Linked DNA regions of Hordeum vulgare: region 1 is linked to region 2. The links are chromatin contacts, called in public Hi-C maps. All regions are on one chromosome and are shown on one strand. The core of a region is the stretch at or near the end of the contact, and the rest is flanking DNA. Distances in the headings are between cores, read along the strand shown. Region 1 holds the start of LOC123406158 (probable UDP-N-acetylglucosamine--peptide N-acetylglucosaminyltransferase SPINDLY). Region 2 holds the start of LOC123401884 (probable histone acetyltransferase HAC-like 1).

Region 1 (4,060 bases), core at 878-3,377, 560 kb after region 2:
GAGCTCTCTCTAGCCGCACCCGGGTATGCGAACCACTTGCCACTATTTTTTCAAAAGTCCATTTCATCTCCTTGAAGCCTAAGTCCAAGAGTTCACAAACATCAACTGCTTCGTGGAATCCTTGAATGTGAGATTGGCTCCTAGAACCGATCCCCACATGTTCATCATGTTTTAGGACTTCATTAAAGTCACCGATGCAAAGCCATGGCAGGTCTTGCCACATGGACAAATTTTTCATTGTGTCCCATGTGTGATGACGAGAGTGAGTGCTGGCATCGCCATAGAAACAAGTGAGTCTCCAAGGATCGCTACCCAGATCAGAGATTTTACAGTCAATATGGTACTTTGAGTAACCCAAAATTTCAAGTTGTATATCATCGTTCCAAAATAAAGCTAATCCTCCACTCCGACCGGAGGAATCAACAACAAAGGCATTATCGAAACCTAGAGTGCTCTTCAGCTTTTTATTCCTACTCCCAGTGATTTGGGTTTCAACAATGCTGAGTACTCCAGGGGCAAACTTTTGCGTTATCTCGCGCAGCTCTTGGACTGTCGGGGCGTTGCAATACCCCGACAGTTCCAATATAAGAGATTCATTGTGCCCGGCGGTCCTCCAACGTGGAGGCCGCCGATTGTGCATTTTGTTGTTTGTTACCTTCTAAAGACTTCTTGATTCCTCCACTATCGATCCTCTTAGCTGCCTGACCCGATCGCATCGCTTTGGGTCTCGCATCGGGGGAGGGTTTGGAGGCACAACATCCCCTCCCTTACCAGCTAAGACGAGCTCCTTCCCAGAGTTGACATTCGTCTCAGGTCTTGCGACCACCTGGTCCAAGGCCCTCTTCCTGTTATCCTTAGTTGGATCCATCCCCACATCATCCGATTCCTGTTTGTCCTGGGCATCAGCCTCAGTATTAACCTCCTGTCCCTCACCATCAACATTCATGTCATGCTTCCCTTGTCTCTGGTTGTAGTTCTGGCGTCTTGTGCTCCAAGCTGTAGTGGCCGGGGCACACAAGTTTTTGAAGATCAAAGTCGACGGAGGATGCACCCCATCTCCATGCTCTTTGAATTCGTGGCCCATCATCGCGCAAACTTGGTACCAGTCCGGCAGCTGCTCATATTTAGCCGCAAAAATTTCTCTTGCGCCCCCTTGGATAATAGAGGTAGCCCTCTTCAGTGGATTGCGCGCATCCAAGCGCACCCTTACCCTAAAGAAGTTCCCTTCTAAATCAAATGAGGATGGCTCTGAATTCACAAATTCGGCCAGGTTGGAAGCAAGAGCTTTCACCTTCCCATGGTAAGCTATTGGCAGGTCAATGATCCGGGCCCATATCTCGAACTTGTAAAGCTCTATCGAAGTAGGCTTGGTGTACCCATCGTACGGAGCTATGATCACACGATTGCCTCTGAAGTGCCACGCCCCCCCATGGGTGACCTTCTCCCAAACTCCGAGGTAGTTAAACTGCATCATGAACATGTTCTCTTCCAGAGTCTTGATTTTGACTGTCCTCGCAAGATCCCATGCCGTTCTCATGTTTCGGAAAAACCACTAGGAGCTGAACCCCTTATCCATATGAACTTGAACCAAAATCATCCAGCGGATTTCTTCCTCCGCCGGTGCGTCAGATTCTTCAAAAATGATGTCGTCGAGATCATCTTCTTGCAACCCAAGCTCTTTCATCAGATCCTCAACGTTGCCACCCCCTCCTGTCGATGATGACGACGGGTCCCCACGTCGTGCCATACTGACAAAAAACCCCTAAGTAGATCGATCTAGCTCTCGTCGACAAGCAACCTCCCCCCGTACAACAAGGATTACCCATTTTTTGGCAGAAGGTACCCTCAGCGCTAGAGTTACCGGAAGGGGATATTGATAGTCTCAACATCGCCTCACGCTGCGAGAGGAAAAAATCCTAACGTGAGGGAAGTAAAAAGCCCCGCATGCTTTTCCTTTTCACACAAATGGAACAAGCGCACGAAAAGCAAGCCGCAGTCTAGAAAAGCCCACCCGCCCTGGCCCGGCCCGGTTGCAGCACTGGATGGTACGAAAGGGCCTGAAGCTCAAAGCGAGCGAGCGCACGCACGATGTGAAAGCGTAAAAGCGAAGGAAAAAAAAAAGGAAAAGAGAGAGAGAGAGAGAGAGAGAGAGAGGGGAGGCATCAAAATACCACTGCTGCCACGTTCCCCTCTCCTTCCTCCTCCTCCACCGCGCCGAAACCCTCGCTGCCGCCGCCGCCGCCGCCGCCCCCCTCCAATCCCTCGCCGCGGCGGCGATCACCGCTCCGCCTCCCGGTACCCGCGGCGGACCCTCCCGCCGCGCCATGATCTCACGCCTCCCCGCCCCGGTGCCCGGCGCCGCCCTCCAATGTGAGCCCCTGCCTCCTCCCCCCTCCCCCGCCGAGACCTAGGGTTCTCGCCTTCTCGACAAGGCGACCGACCGGGCGCGCTTCCGTGCTTGCTCTGCTTCTGCTGGACTCCCTTACTTACTTGGCACGCCCTATTTTCCTGCGATTTGCCCCCGTCTTTACCTATTATTGGAGGATTCCCGGGGCGTCTTCCGCTGGCCGGGCTGGGTTGGAATTTGATTTCTTGCCTTCCTTTCCCACCCCGAGTCTCTTGCAAAGAAGCCGCCGCGACTTTTACTGACTGCGCAAATTCAGAGTTGGTCCAAAGCCGGGTCTTTTTATAGTCTTTACGCGCATTCCGCTCCAGATTCTTTTTCTCCCTTTTCTCGATGCGTTTTCCGTACACTGGAATTCTTGACGGCATGTACTGAACCCTACTCAATTCATGTCTGCAATCTTTCACAGAGGAAGGAAGGGAGAAGGAGACCCTCTCTCTCTCTCTTTCATTCGTGCATCCAGGGATGGAGTCCCTCCAAGGGAAGGAGAGCAACGGCGCTGTTCCTGTCTGCAATGGTGGTGGTGGTGCTGCTGCTCCCCCTGCCAAGCAGCAGCTGCCGGAAGGGACCGACGCCCTTCGGTATGCCAACATACTCCGGTCACGCAACAAGTTTGCTGATGCTCTCCAGTTGTACACTACTGTGCTTGACAAGGATGGGGCCAATGTGGAGGCCCTTATCGGAAAGGGGATCTGCCTCCAGGCCCAGAGCCTGCCAAGGCAGGCCTTGGATTGCTTCACCGAGGCTGTCAAGGTCGATCCAAAGAATGCGTGCGCTCTCACGCATTGTGGGATGATATACAAAGACGAGGGTCACTTGGTTGAGGCCGCAGAGGTATGGACCAACATTCTCCCATCTATCTGCTGGCTTGCTGGTTCTTGTCAGCTGTGTCGCAGAAAAGGCAGACTTTGTTTTTTCATAGCATTGTTGTTATTGTTGTCAACAGCTAAACACCGGAAATCTTTGATCCAGTATGTGCCTCGAACCTGATCTATTCCTCCATGTTTACCTGAATGGATGATCGTGCGTTAGTATGTTACCTGAAATTTAGTTTTTTCTTTTCTTCAGAATACAAGTTAGATCTAAAAGCTAATTTAAAGGGCTATTTATGAACTTCCGTTTCACGCTAAGTTTGTCCAAATTAACCATTGTGTCCTGTGTATATTCTCTTGTGTGACGGAATTACTGTTTAACAGTCTAGCTGATGCGGGTAGAAAGCACACAAGTGTTTGCTAAATCAGGGCAGATGGCAACTGCAGCAAAAGAAAGCAGGATTCTGCTCCGAATGTCTATGCATACTATTTCTCCCTTAGAGAACACCAACCCTTTACATTTAGTGTGAGTATAAGAAATTCTAACCAATCTTAGTTCGTTTGGTTAAAACATCATACTGTCCAAAACTGTTAGTAGGGACTGTACATTACGATTTTAAGTTTTTGTTGTTTTACTGTAGCTATTGTGTTGTACAAATTTTATGTTCTAATGGAGAAAAAGCAATCTGCAACAGGCGTATCAAAAAGCTCGAAGTGCGGATCCTTCCTATAAAGCTGCCTCGGAATTTCTTGCTATTGTATTGACCGATCTTGGAACTAGCTTGAAGCTTGCAGGCAATACAGAAGATGGGATTCAAAAATATTGTGAAGCTCTTGAAGTGGA
Region 2 (4,185 bases), core at 291-2,790:
AAATGAAATGTAATATTTTTATTATTTTATTTCAACAAATATGAGATTCGCATCAAGCACTGCACTGATTCAGTTTTTTCGACAAATATGGGCTTCAGATTGTTGTCTTCTTTGAGTGCGTGTGGGATGTATAAGCACAAAAAACAGTGCAAAAAATTACAAAAAAATGTAATATATCACAACAAAAATGTTTCCCTTTAAAAAAATCTTGAATTTTTATTTTAGAAAACATTAGAACAGTGCTTTCTGGTAAGAAATACCAAAAACATTGCAAAAATAATTACGAATTAAATGTAATATTGCCAGCGGAGGGATGAACGGCAAGGGGCGGCCATCATTGGAGGTACATCGAGAGCTCAACTCCACAAGGAATGGAAGGGAGGGGGTGGCCACCATTGGAATGAGGGGAGTGACGGAAACAAAGTGAAGAGATAAGGACAACTTTTTTTTTCTTTGAGAAGAAGATGAGGAGAACGTTTTTTTAGAAGAAGATGAGCAAAGTGCTTCGGATGACGCACTTTGTGTCTCGTGCGGAGGCTTGGTGTCTATGCTCAGAGCAGCTCACTTACAAGAGCTTAGCAAGTTATGCAAAAAACAATTTAAAATATATATTGTTCAATTTATTTTTTGAAAATATATTGTACACAAAAATGCTATTACCCATAAAAAACAAAACATTATTACCACTCAATAAAAATGATAATAATTATTAAAAAAGTAATCCAATTTTTATATAAGCATTACATTATATTTTAAAACTTTAAAAGAAACTCCTTCCGTCCAAAACTAGACGTCTTACATTTAACATTATAATTTACATTTAACATTTAATGGTAAAATAAATAGGTTTTCTGTTTTTTTTAGCCCGGTGCAACGCACGGGCATTTGTACTAGTGATCTTTTAAAAAGACACAACTCATCCACACGACCAAATTCCAGTTCCACTTCACCCCACACCAGCGTCACCTCCCCAAACCGGGGCTCCTGCAAAAAAGACGCCCATCTTTCCAGCCCAAACGCAAGAACCAGGGGCGTGCGTGGTCTCTCGCTCTCCAGCATCAGCGCTGGCGCACGTGAGGCAACAGAAACCACTCGAGCTGCTGACTGGACTCCTGAGATCTCCCTCGCTCACTCGCGCCGCACGCGCGCACCAGCATATACCGGTGCGCCTTGCCGTTTTCGCCACACCGCACCAGACCAGAACCAGACCATCCACCCTGCGCCGCCGCGGCCCGGGCCCACCCCGCAGCGACCCCTCCCTCCCCACGAGTCCTCGCAGATCCGCGATTGGTCGACGTCCCACTCCTCCTGCCCCCCTGCCCTCCTCCTCCTCGAGCCCTCCCCCCTCCCCGCGTCGACAATTCCCCGCCCCCCGCCCCAAATCCGCAATCCCCCCGCTCGCCGCCGCCCCGCTCGCCGCCGTACGGATTCCGCCCCCCGCGCCCCGGGCCCGCGCCCAATCGCCGTTTGCCGTGGACGCGGGGTCGCCCCGCGGCGTCGGTAGCCCGCACCGCGATTCTAGGGTTTCGGGCGGGGGCGCCCCAATTCGCCGGCTCGGCCCCGCGGGTGCTCGCGTCGCCCCGCGCGGGTCCTGATCGCTGGCGCTCGCGCCTCGCCGCCGCTCTGTCCACTGCCGTCTGGTACAGTGCGCCCCGTATGCTGAATTGGGCTGGGTTTTGCGCCTGATTCACATTGGGCTGTCTGATTAAATTTCCGCTGACCCTCCAGCAGGAAGGAATATTACAGCTTTTGAAGGTCTCTGCCGCGTGTGCCCCGCCTCGGGAGGGGCTGCCGCAGCTTTCAGCTTGCTCCGCGCCACGCCGTGCTGGGAATGACGTCGCGGGCTCTTGTCTGAGGCGCCGCTGCGAGCGACAATGAATGTGGGGCAGGCGGCGCACCTGTCCGGGCAGATGTCCGGGCAGGGGGCGCAGATGAATCAGGTTGTTGGCGGTGGCAGCGGTGTCGTCGGTGCTGACGGCATGCCCCTGCACCAGCACCAGCAGATGCAGGATGGCGTGGGCCTCGTTGGCGCGGGGGTCGATCAACAGTTTGCCGCTATGCGCACCAATATGCGCGAGAAGATGTAAGCACCCCACACCGCAAACTTCTTTCGGTGCCTGCTCTAAGGAAAGAAAAAAAAATTCTTTCGGTGGCTGAGCTATTTATATTTAGTAGGCGCTAGCGCGGGTGTTAATTAATTGTACTGAGTTAATGCGGCCTATCCTTATCAACTTTTATACGGCAAATATTTATTTTGTTCCCAAAATTATAGAGGTGATCACACTTGCACACGCGACCAAAGCTTATGACTTTCCTTAATTGACAAGAGCTCGCATATAAATTTCGGCACTTGGGCTGCAGTTGAATCACCTTCCCAACTAAAATTGTAGGTTCGCCGCCATGGCTGATTGTTCGAATCTGATAGAAAGTATTGACATGTTTTTTTTAAGCCTGATACTTGTTCGTAAATTGGCAGATTTGAGTATATAGGAAGAAAGCAGACTTCAGCTGACTGGAGGCGGAGGCTGCCGGAACTCGCAAGGCGGCTAGAGGAAATCTTGTTTAGAAAATTCCCAAGCAGGGTATATTTCTTTATTTCCTTTGTCTATTTTACTTCTGGTTTGGAGCAATCAAACACTTTCTCTACTAAAAGTTAATCTCACAGTTTCATCATTATGGCTGTTTGAGCAGAATGAGTACTACAATATGATGAAGGCACCAGTCGAGCCACAATTGCAGTTTGCTATTAAGACCTTGAGTGCTCAGAACCAACAAAATCAACAAAACCAACAAATGTCAAGGCAGATGGCATCTTCCTCTGGTTATAGTACAATGATTCCAACACCTGGTATCACACAAGGTGCAAGTGGAAATTCTAGAATGTCTTATGGAACAGACAACATGGGTCTTTCGTCATCTGGTGCAGGCATGGTTCCTCAAAATGCCAACATGGGTACCTCGATGCCCGGTATCGGTATGGATAGATTAACTTAGCTTCTGCTCATATCATTACGGCTGTGTTGTAGCTTAACTTGAAATTCTCTTGTAGGCATGCTGTAGAGTTTCTAGCCTAAGTATCCAATACCCAGCAGTATATTCGGCAAAATTCAATCTATGTGGTAGAAAAACACCACATCTGTTTTACTTAATACTTCTTCCGTAAAGAAATATACGAGCGTTTAGATAAGTAATCTTTACGGAGGAAGAAGCTAGTCTTTTTTTTTTGTTTTTTTTAAAGAAAAAAACCATCCACTGAATAGCTTGTATATACCCATGAGACCATGACCTAATTGGGGCATTTCTTTTGAGGTCTCTGTTGTTTATAACTGGAAGTTATTTGTTAGAAGCTGAAGCATATGTAGTTGCCTGCTACTGTTTGTTCTCATTTTTTGCTGGTCCACTTTACATGGCTCTACTTATTCTTAATTGGTCCTTACAGGTACAATGTCTAACGGCTACCAGCATCTAACTACCAGTGCCCCACTAAATTCGACCACAAATGGTGTCCCATCTACGATGGGTCCAGTGGGTATTCAGCGACAAGTAACTCATATGATCCCAACTCCTGGATTCAGTAATCAACAAAACGTACCTACTAGTTCTGACTATTCAAATGGAACTGGATATTTCAATGGTGAGTCAGCTATGACTCCACATATGCAGCAGCAGAAGCAATTTCAAAGCAACCAGAGTAGCCATCAAATACAGCATATTGGGGGGCACAGTAATTCTGGAATACATTCAAGCATGCTGGAGAATTCTTCTGCATTTGGTTTATCAGATGGACATGTGAATGGTGGAATGGGATTGCTTGGGTCGAACACGCAAATTACAAATAGAAATGCAGCACCAGAAGGATATATGAACATATCCTCTTTTGGAAGTTCGCCCAGACCTTTGCAGCAACAGTTCAGTCAGCACCCAACACAGAGAATATCAAGTATGTGTGCTGATGTGTCTTATCTTTTATTGCCTTATCATCATGACTTGTGCCATAACCTTGAAGTCATGTTCGTGAAGGGTGCATAACAAAAGCTAGTGATGGGTTTATTATTCATTTCCAATGTGTTCAATTTCTAATTATCCAAGTCATTTGTACAAACTAACTTTGTTAGAGCATTGTTGTTAGGGAACAGATAAAAGGTAAACACAAAGCCTTACTTTAGTTCCTTGCTGTTGGAGTCA

Evidence for each region. A called contact is a pair of places that touch in the nucleus more often than the background predicts.
Region 1: a contact with region 2 is called in a Hi-C map of leaf, with 4 times the contacts expected there. The contact joins the promoter of LOC123406158 here to the promoter of LOC123401884 in region 2. A contact is called at or near these places in 2 of 6 Hi-C or Micro-C datasets (leaf and seedling).

What each region holds. Positions count from the first base shown.
Region 1 is chr6H:50,218,037-50,222,096 of MorexV3_pseudomolecules_assembly, forward strand. It overlaps LOC123406158 (probable UDP-N-acetylglucosamine--peptide N-acetylglucosaminyltransferase SPINDLY), which reads left to right and starts at 2,128. Exons shown (of 18, transcript XM_045099635.1): 1 at 2,128-2,370; 2 at 2,814-3,238; 3 at 3,912-4,060. The coding sequence starts at 2,870.
Region 2 is chr6H:49,658,628-49,662,812 of MorexV3_pseudomolecules_assembly, forward strand. It overlaps LOC123401884 (probable histone acetyltransferase HAC-like 1), which reads left to right and starts at 1,541. Exons shown (of 17, transcript XM_045095742.1): 1 at 1,541-1,640; 2 at 1,729-2,083; 3 at 2,477-2,582; 4 at 2,692-2,974; 5 at 3,440-3,940. The coding sequence starts at 1,875. It overlaps LOC123402371 (signal peptide peptidase-like 5), which reads left to right. Exons shown (of 2, transcript XM_045096288.1): 2 at 1-56.